Linked DNA regions of Sus scrofa: regions 2 and 3 are each linked to region 1. Evidence: chromatin contacts called from public Hi-C and HiChIP or PLAC-seq data. All regions are on one chromosome and are shown on one strand. Each heading gives the region's core, a stretch centred on a gene start, on an enhancer-like site or on the middle of the called end of the contact. The rest is flanking DNA. Distances are from core to core; before and after follow the strand shown.

Region 1 (3,359 bases), core at 484-2,983:
GAACTGATGCTAGACCAATCCTGAAAGTTTGTCAGCCTCAGCACAATGTTTTGAAAGGATGAACATGTGATTTAAAGAGGGTCCTGACATCATCCAACGTCAGGTGAGACATAGATAAGGGCAGTCAGAGTTAGAGAACAAAGCTCTGGGGTCAGTCAGACCTGGGTTTAAATCCATAATAATTACTTCCTTTATAAATAAGGGCATCATGTGGATTAAATGAGAAAAAAATGTGTGTGCAGGGTCTTAGCAGTGTTTGAAGCTCTGTACATGGGAATTTCTTTTGGCTGTACCCATTCTACAGGTGGAAGGCTTGTCAAAAGTCAACCAGCAACCTGGTGGCAGAGCCAAGACTAGAAACTGTGACTCTGACATTGGAGCAATGGAACCCTCCACTGGCCCCCATCTCTTCACAACTCTGGGATTCTGACATCTCTGCCTGCTGTTGGGCTTTTGTTTAGTTGGTAAACACTGACTGGCATCTAATGTCAGGACTCAGGACATAGAGAAAGCTAAGACAAAAAAAAATCACTATGAAAAGTGCTAATCGGGTCCTTTGTTTTTCTCATTCTACAGTTTCAACCCTTCTTGTGGCTTTATTTCTGTTGTGCTGATGACACTCAAATCTGTACCTTCACTGTACTGTCACTTTTCCTGACCTTCAAAGGAGAACATCCAACTGCTTACTGAGTCTCCAAAGAACCAGAATAGACTGTGTAGTTGTCTCCCCACAAATCTGCTCCTACTCTTGATCAACCCCCCAGCCAGGCACCCAAGCCCTGTATACACTTCTCTCCTACACTCTATTCTCCCCCCAGATCCTGTGGATTCTATCTAAATATATGTACTCTGAATTCCTTGATTTCTCTCTACCTCCACTGTTAAGATCCTAGTTCTGGCTACCACCATCTTTTCCTTGGGCACTAAACAGATTCAGAGTGAGGTATCTTCAGTGACTAGAAAAACACCAGCTTCTCTCCTGCTCCCAGGCATTAGCACTTGCTTTTATCTCTCTTTGGGACAATCCCCACCACTCCTGACCAGCGTTCACGGCTGTTTCACAAGCTGTCCCTAGTCTCTGCCCAGGGCTTCTTTCTACAACCCATTAATTTCCCTGTACCACAGGGAATAGCATGTGTGTTTTGATCACATCTCTAGCTCCAGAGCCTACTACTGTATTCAGTGAATGTTAAATGAAAGAACGATGATGACTGACAGGCTAGGGCCAGATCACCAAAAGTCTTAAAACGCCCACAAGAAAACCTGGTCGGACTTTAAATCCGGGCAAGGCCAACGCCTGCGTGAGGCCCGGGGCAACACCACGGTCTCCTGCCCAGGCCTGTCCCACCTCTACGGGCCCGCTCGCTCCCATCCTGGACAAAGTCTGGCTCTAATCGCTCCCAGTTCTATTGTGGTTTAAAAAACAAAAAACCCAAACTCCGGTTCTAGTCTCACGGGCACCGATCCCCCGCCACCTGCCCGACCTGAAGTCAGGAGATCTAGGGAATTTGGAATCCAGAAGCACCAGCCCCACCCCCTAACTGGACACCAGGTTCCAGGTCCCCGCCGTGCGTAGGAGATGCAACATCTCCTGGCCTCCGGGGTTCCTATCGCGAGCCAGACCCCTCCCTCATGGCCTTCCTCCCGAAGAAACGTGACCCTTGCCGGCCGCCGTTGCCGCGCCCCAACCTACTCGTTCGTCGTCCCGCCGCGCACCGTACTCAGACCCGTAGCGCCCTAACCCGAGCTTCAGGAGGCGGGGCCTCGATACGACCCAACGCGCTTGCGCAGGCCGCCCCGCCGGATCCCCTAGAGCAGAGCGGGGGAGGAGACCCGTTCCTCCGGAGCTGGACGGTGGCTGGGAAGGGGCAGTCCGTGTGAGGGCAGCCTTGGCCTACGGGGTGCGTCGGCTGGACCCAGGCGGACAGGACCTTGGGAGGGAGGGGAGGAGCCCTGTAGGTTCCGCGGAGAGCTACGAGTTTGCTTAGCTCGCAGGACGTCAGAGCTGGTGACGTCCGATGCAAGGTGGGGAAACCGATACCCAGAATGGAACAGTCACTCCCTGGGAGACACACAGTTGGTGGTGGACAGTGTGGTAATAAAAGGCCCTGAGACGGGGTGGGCTGCCAGTGTTGAAACCCAGGCTTTAGCTTTGTACCCAGCTGGGTCCCAGAGAAGAACACCAGATTTCTGCAACCCTGGGGCAGCTGCAGGAAAAGCCTTCAAGGTGAAAGGAAAATATTTTCATTTTTCCAGCAGTTTTTAGAAATGTTTCAGGGTGATCCATTGCTTCTCAAAATGTCCACTATCACTTGCATCAGGATGTGGGGCAGTTTTTGTTTGCTTTTTTAAATGCAGATTTTTGATCCCTACCCTCCACCTTACCCCTTGGCAGCTCCCCAGCTGCTCTGTGATAGGATTCTCTCAGTCTGAAGCACCTGATAGGAATTTTAGTTAAACTGAATTTATCAGTTCAGGCTCTGGGGAATTAACTATGAATAAGACAGAGGCCCTGCTTTCACATCTGATTCAAAAAGTAGACAGGTAAGGGAGTTCCTGTTGTGGCTCATCTGGTTAAGACCCTGACATAGTGTCTGTGAAGATTTTGGTTTGATCCCAGCCATAGCTTGGTGGGTTAAGGATCCAGTATTGCTGCAAGCTGCTGCATAGGTAGGTAGGTAGGCCGGCAGCTGCAGCCCCTATTCAACTCCTAGCCTGGGAGCTTCCATATGCTGCAGGTGTGGTCCTTAAAAAAAAAAAAAAAAAAAAAAAAAAAGGTAAATGGTGTTTGGGGGGAAATGGAGAAGGCTTTTAGGGTTTGGAAGGATGGATAGCGATGTGTAAGCAGTGAAGGAAATGAGGGTGAAGGTGAGAGGCAGGAATGGGAACTGGGTACCAAGTAGCAGTAGCAGAAACAGCAAAGGCAAATAATTCTGAATGTGGCTAGTCTTGTTTTAGAGACAGTGAAGAGTTTGGCGTAGGTGCTGGGGAGAGCCCGGAAGTTGGAGCAGACTTTTAGGAGCTCAGTCTTGAGGAGCCGTTGATGCTAGATTTAGAAGTTTAGCATTTGTCCAATGAGCTAAGGATTTTAAGCAAGAGAGAGACACAGAGTGTGAGGTGCTGGTTATGGCATGTCAGATGCTTTGTAAGTGGGGAGATCAAGGCCAGGAACAGAGCTCAGAGAAAGTTAAGGTGTGAGATGATGAAGCAGGGCTGAGGAGATGGAGAGAAGGGAACAGATTAAAGAGAGATTTAGGAGAGAGAACTATGACTAATTGGTTATGAATCAGTGGCTCAATCCAGGGGACAGGATGTTTTCAACTCCTTAAAGTATATATAGGAGTTCTCATCGTGGCTCA
Region 2 (3,102 bases), core at 252-2,751, 82 kb before region 1:
AGTCTGTATCTTTTATATCTCCTAGGAGAAAGCCCAGTAGGGTCAGTGACCTTCAATGCCATTCATATCCTATCAGCAGCCCTTCAGTGAGATCTAAGATCACTCAATAAGATTTATTCTCCCTTGATGGAGTCCTTGTGCTATCAGTGAAATGTGTGCCCCTTTAGAGCAATTAATGCCTCCTTGATGAAGTATCTGTCCTCCCAGTGGGGTCCATGTCCATTCCTTGAGGTCTGTATCCCTTCAGGGAGCCTTGAAACCCTTCCCTCAGGATTAGGTAGCTCTGGATCATAGGTCTGACCATGGGGGTGGGGGGCAGTGTTTGTTTTTCCATTTGGGTTGTGTTGGGCTTGAGTTGAGCTAATTAAAGAACAAGGGAGCAGGTGGGAAGAGAGGCTGAGCCAGATGGGGTCCTGTGTAGGCTTCAGGAAGTGGGGAGTGCCTGCTTTGAGCCTCTGAATCATTCTTGGAATTAGATATTTAAGGATTTTTTCTGCCTTTACAGCCATTCTGTGAACCAATGGGTGGTGTGAGCCCTTCTTAGTGGTGAGTACAGGTGGGAGATGAGGGTCCTGGTTGGCCTCTCCTTTCTGGAGTGGAAGGGCTAGAGGGAAGTCAGAGGTATTTGAGCCCAGGTGGGGCAAGGGAGACGTCTCTTGGTGAAGAGACCGGGAAGGAAAGAAGGGGAAGGAAAGTGAGTGATTCCTTCTGTTTACATACACTTTGTCATTTCACAAGCCACAGCTTCAGCCAAATGAGGCTGGTAAAAAGACCTGGAGTCAGGACCTAGGTTTGGCTCTAACATGTCGTCGTTTTCTCTGTGACCTTGTACAAAGTCCTCCCTTTACCTAAGTTTACCATTTATGTAATGGGGAGATGGGTTTATTAGCAGAGACCTGAAGGCACCTCCTAGTCTTCACTCAGTTTTTTGGATGGAAGTTTGCGCAATCAGGGAAAGTAAAGACCTATCCTCGGGGGTGGGAGAAAATTGGAGTTTACTTAGTGTAGGGGATAGTTCCCCCAGAGGAAAGGTGTCACCCAGAAAGGACACCTCTTGACTTTTCAACTCTGTGGGGTGACAGGCTGTGCGATCAGACCACTGGGCGGCTCAGCTCTTTAGCCCAGCTCTTTCCCGCTGAGTCCCGCCCTAACACAAATCTACATCTGTAACTCCAAGATCCCACCCAACCCTGGTCACTCCATGGTCCAGCCTCCTCTCCTGTCACATCCAGCCTCGCCACTCCCCCTCACTCCATGGGCCCACCCTCTCTCCTGTCACGCCCGGCCCCACCCCTTCCGTAAGTCAGCTCCGCCCCAAACCCCTAGCAAAGTTCCACTTGCCCTCCTGGGTTTCTTTGCTAGCCCTGGTCCCACCCCCACCAGGCCCGGCTCCGCTCTCCCGGACGCCCAACAACCAGGACAGGCCTAAGCCACGCCTCTGCCGTCAAGCCCCTCCCCTTCCTTAAGGCCCCGCCCTTCGGTCTGCTTGTTTTCCCCGCCTGAGCGCTGGAGGCAACAGCTAAGGCGGGTTCTGTGCAAGGAACTTGAGGCAATGGGGCTTCCTGAAGAGCGGGGCCGGAGCGGCCGCGGGAGCAGGGCCCGGGAGGAGGCTGGAGCCCGGAGCTGGGCTCGGAGTTGGTCTCCACCGCCCGAGATCATCCGTTGCGCGCACGTCCCTTCGCAGCAGCGTTACGCAGAGCTGCACCGGCTCTCTGTGGAGAACCCGCAAGGTGAGGCCCAGCTCCGGCGGGCCTGAGGGACGTCAGGGAGGAGAGAAGTGGGGGTGCACAGGGGAGTGAGGAGTTGGGGGCGTTCTGTGCGGAAATGGGGTTCCGTGGAGAGATGAGGGGTTTTGGGGGGAGCTGGGGTTCCCTCGGAAAGTTGAGGGATCCGTGAGCAGATAGCGGTTCTTTGAGGACATGGAAAAGGGGTTCCAGGAGGAGAGGGGAGTTCTCTGAGAAGGAGAGTTCTGTAGGAAATAAGGATTCCCTAAGGTCTGGGGAGTTCCTTGGCGACTTGGGGGTCTCGTGAGGAGGTGAGGAGAGTAAAAGTGTCCTGGAGAGAGTTTCTCAGGTGAACAGACAGGTTCTTAGAGGCGCCTTGAGGGCAGGCTGGCCACGGGAGAACTTTCTCCGCACCCTTTCACGCCGGTCCCACCATTGCCTCCTGACACCTTTCACCTGTTAGTCCCACTGCAGAAGGGCAGTAACCGGGCTGGGTCCCATCCTGGGGTCCTCAGATGAGTAGTGGAGTCCCAGATCTATTTTTAGTATTTCAGAAATCCCAATGGAAACTACAATATAAGACTGAACAAGTCACTAAAATGTCTTTTAAAATAACTGGGGCTGGGATCGTAATCACTCAGAGTTTTGGATAGTTCTATGTCTTTGGGAATATGTAAGTAAAATTCTCGGTCTTTGCGGTCAAGCTAGGTAAGGAGTCACAAGTATAGCTGAGTTGGGAGCTGCATGATGTTGGCAGTGGGGCAAGAGTGAGCCACTGTATCAATCCCAGAAAAATCTGGATTTAGATCCTGGCTCTGCCACTCATTTACTGTGTGGTCTTCTGGAGATTTAAAAACCTGTCTGAAATTCTTTATCTATAAGAGAGGGGTAGTAATAACTGCCTCGTGGGTTGTTTCAGGGCAAAAGTGAGTACTAAGTAAAGTGTGCATTATAGAGTGCCTGAGGCACAGTAAGCGCAGGTTGTTTGAAGGCTAAAGTGAGTACAAAGTGTGCATTGTAGAGTGCCCGATGCACAGCAATATCTAAATAGCGCTAAGGAGGAGCTCCGGTTGTGACGCCGCGGAACCGGACCCAACTAGTATCCATGAGGATGAGGGTTCCATCCCTGGCCTTGCTCGGTGGGTTGGGGATCCTGTGTTGCTGTGCCTGTGGTGTAGGCCGGCAGCTGTAGCTTCAATTCGACCCTAGCCTGGGAACTTCCATTTGCTGCAGGTACAACCTTAAAAAGCGCGCAAGCACACACACACACACACACACACACACACACACACACACACACACACACACACACACACACACACACACACACACACACACACACACACACACACACACACACACACACACACACACACAC
Region 3 (3,331 bases), core at 96-2,595, 120 kb before region 1:
TTGAATGAGACAGCAGCAGGCTAAGTTCCAGTACCTCTTCTGCCATTAACTGCTTAGATCTTTAGAAGTCATGTTTTCCTTTCTGTCTCAGCTAAAATCACTACATGATCTGAAATCCTTACATGATCTAAGAACTATACATTCATTCCTCTGCACCATTCCTACTGGCTTCACTAACACCTTTCGGATGACCTCCCCAGGTGACCCTGCTCTTAAAACAGTGGGCTGTTCCCTTCCTGGGAAGACACCTTGGGTCACCGCCCACAAACAGCCTGGTCCCTCCTTTTAAAGACACACACAAACTCCCAAAGTTGATGGAGACTCTTCTGGCCAACCACTTTCATTCCGCATCTCTTGCTGGCCAGCTCCTGCATCCAAACCTCAGTCCCCCTTTTCTCTTTTCCTCATCAAAGCCTTACTTTATTCTGTTCCTCTTCCCAATGAGGAGTGGAGGATCCTGAGGGCAAATATGTCCTCAGCCCCCTGGGAGTTATACGGACTTGCCCTGAGACTCCGAAGACTGCCCCCAATCTGATACCAGCGTCTGTACCTAAAGGGCCCCCATTTCTAATCACAACCCCAAAGAACTGTCCCAGCCCTGACAGCCTGAGCTCAGATCCCACGCCCCTCCGCGCCCTACCTGCCTGGGATCATGAACACTGCCTAAACCAGCTCCAGATCCTGCTCTCCTAGCCCCAGTGATCCAGACCCCAGCTCCGTTTGGACCCAACGTCCCTTCTCCGCGACCCCGACCACGACCCCACGTCCGGCTCCCGCCAGTTCTTCGGGCCTGGAGCGCCACCCGGTGCAGACCCTGGCCGGCTCAGCACTCCCTGAGCGCCCCAGACACCTTGTCCTGCACCCTCCCCATCCCGCCCAAGCCCCCCGCTCCCTCCAGCGCCCCCGCCCGTAGGCCCGGGGCCCGCTCCCCAACATGGCGACGGGGACACGAGCGCGGCGGGCAGGCAGGCGGGGCGGCTCCGGGCCGGGCCCGCACAGGGGCCGTGCTCCACGGTCGGCCGGCGCCATTTTCCCGCGCCGGGCCCGGGCGGCGCCTCCTTCCCACGAAGCTAACCGGGCCAGCACCAGGGACGCCCGGCGGGCCCACCCCTTACGGGCCCGCGTCGCCGTCACCTCACCTGAGCGCGGCCCCAGCCCTCCCGGGCGGGCCTCGGAGCACCGGCCCGGGCCGTGGATGCCCGCGGCCCTCCGTGTGTCCGTCCGTCCGTCCTCGCCTGCGCGGGTCTATCTGGCCGTCGGCTCCCGGCCGCCCGCAGCCCGACCCGGCTGGGCCTCAGGGAGCCGGCGGGGAGGGGGATGGGCCGGACCGGGCCGGGGAGGGAGGGGGAGGGAGGGAGAGAGGGAGGGAGCGCGGGAGAGGGCGGGGCGGACTAGGGGCGGGGAATTGGCCACGTGACCAAACGTCTCCGAGTGCGCGAGGTAGCGCGCGCCCGCTCACTTCGGTATAGAGCTTAGTGTGGCGATCTGCTGGTTTTGTATCTCGACGAGGTAGTGTCGTCAGTGGCTTCTGCCTCCACTTTGCAGTCACTGCACAATCCTATAAGAGCCCTCTGGCTGAATGTCCTTGGGCAGGTCAACTCTCCATAAGCCTCGATCTATGCACATGAAATATACAGATAATAATAGTGTTTGCAAAGAGGAAATGAAGGAAGGCATGGAAAGCGCTTGACACAGTGCCTGACACATAGTATGTAATAACGTTAATGATGATAAACTTTAGCCTTTATTATTTGCTTGTAAGTCCCTCTCTACTTTCTCCCATCACAGTTGCCCTACCAAGCTCTGAAGGTACAAGGGAGTGTGGCCCCCTCCCCTCTCCACAACTGTAGGAAGGCCTACCCAGCACTGATGTCTGTCATAGGCCTGCATTCGGATCTGGCTTTCACTCGATAGCTATGTGATTTTCTCTGCCTCTGAACTCAGCTTTCTCATCTATAAAATGGAAATTAAAGGTCTGTTACAAGCATCATATTAGATTGCACAGCTCAGGCACACTAGTCTTATCTAAGAAAAAGAATCCTTTCATTCCACAAATATTTATTGAGCACACACTCTGTGTGTGCCCGGACTGGTGAAGTAGCCATCTAAGGCCTTTTCATGTTCTCCTTAGCTCCCCTTCGATCTCTTTTCCACCCTCCTGTTAGAGTAATGTTTCTAAGAAATCTGATCATGCCTCTCCTGTATTTAAAACTGTTTGATGGGGAGTTCCCTTCATGGCTCAGCGGTTAAGGAACCCAACTAGGCTCCATGATGATGCAGATTCCATCCCTGGCCTCCTTCCGTGTGTTAAGGATCCTGCATTGCTATAGCTGTGGCTTAGGCTGGCATCTGTAGCTCTGGTTCGACCCCTAGCTTGGGAACTTCCCTATGCTGCAAGTGTGGCCCTAAAAAAAGCAAAAGCAAAAAAAAAAAAAAAAAAAAAAAAACTATGTGATGGCTCCACACTGCTCTTAAGATAAAGGCCAAATGGGAGTTCTTTTGTGGCGCAGCAGGTTAAGGATCCAGCGTTGTCACTGCAGTGGCTTGGGTTGCTGCTGTGGTGTGGGTGCGATCCCTGGCCTGGGAACTTCCAAAAGATAAAGGCTGAATAGTAGTTCCCATTGTGGCTCAGAGGGCTGAGAACTCTACATAGCATTCATAAGGATGTGGGTTCAACTCCTTACCTTGCTCAGTGGGTTAAGGATCTAGCATTGCTGCAAGCTGTGATGTAGGTCGCATATGTGGCTATCTGGTGTTGCTGTGGCTGTGATACAGGCCGGCAGCTGCAGCTCCAATTTGACCCCTAGCCTGGGAACTTCAGAATGCAGTGCAGCCGTAAAAAGAAAAAAAAAGAAAGATAAAGACCAAATATCTGTCTCACTTTTGCCCTTCCCACATCTCCAGACTTCTCTCAGGCCCTCTTCCCCTCTCTGGAGTGGCTGAAACTACACTGACCTTCACACATTGTACTTCCTCTCTTCTCAGGACCTTGCACATACTGATTCTTCCACCTGAAATATCCCCCCTCCTTGGATAATTCATCAGCCTCAGATCCTAGTTCAAACATCACTACGCCAAGTACACCTTCCCTGAGAACTCCCCAGACAGGTTCCCCTTGCCCTCAGTAGGATTACTGGGTTGTTTATTGCCTGTCTTCACGAGGCTGTGGACCAAATTAGGAGGAAGACTATATATCTTATTTACTGCTGTTTCCTCATGATATAGCAAAGTGCCTGGCACAAAGGAGATGCTCAATAAATATTTGTTGTGTGTGAATCCCCAAAAGTGTGGAGAAAGATAATGAAAAACATAGGCAGCCAAAGGAGGGCAC

Evidence for each region. Hi-C and Micro-C count contacts between places; a contact is called where the count stands out from the background. HiChIP or PLAC-seq counts read pairs in DNA pulled down with a chosen protein or histone mark.
Region 2: a contact with region 1 is called in a Hi-C map of liver, with 2.8 times the contacts expected there. The contact joins the promoter of ACSS2 here to the promoter of GSS in region 1. A contact is called at or near these places in 2 of 5 promoter capture datasets (both in liver), 14 of 47 Hi-C or Micro-C datasets (fetal heart ventricle, heart right ventricle, liver and 6 more) and 2 of 2 datasets of contacts at active chromatin or transcription factors (alveolar macrophages and skeletal muscle).
Region 3: a contact with region 1 is called in an H3K27ac HiChIP or PLAC-seq map of alveolar macrophages. The contact joins the promoter of NCOA6 here to the promoter of GSS in region 1. A contact is called at or near these places in 1 of 5 promoter capture datasets (liver), 2 of 47 Hi-C or Micro-C datasets (liver and skeletal muscle) and 2 of 2 datasets of contacts at active chromatin or transcription factors (alveolar macrophages and skeletal muscle).

The regions. Positions count from the first base shown.
Region 1 is chr17:38,340,520-38,343,878 of Sscrofa11.1, forward strand. GSS (glutathione synthetase) reads right to left here and starts at 1,734. Exons shown (of 13, transcript NM_001244625.1): 1 at 1,694-1,734. LOC106506661 (a long non-coding RNA gene) reads left to right here and starts at 1,801. Exons shown (of 3, transcript XR_001302099.2): 1 at 1,801-2,025.
Region 2 is chr17:38,258,787-38,261,888 of Sscrofa11.1, forward strand. It overlaps ACSS2 (acyl-CoA synthetase short-chain family member 2), which reads left to right and starts at 1,502. Exons shown (of 18, transcript NM_001143695.1): 1 at 1,502-1,730. The coding sequence starts at 1,553.
Region 3 is chr17:38,220,559-38,223,889 of Sscrofa11.1, forward strand. NCOA6 (nuclear receptor coactivator 6) reads right to left here and starts at 1,346. Exons shown (of 16, transcript XM_021078293.1): 1 at 1,140-1,346.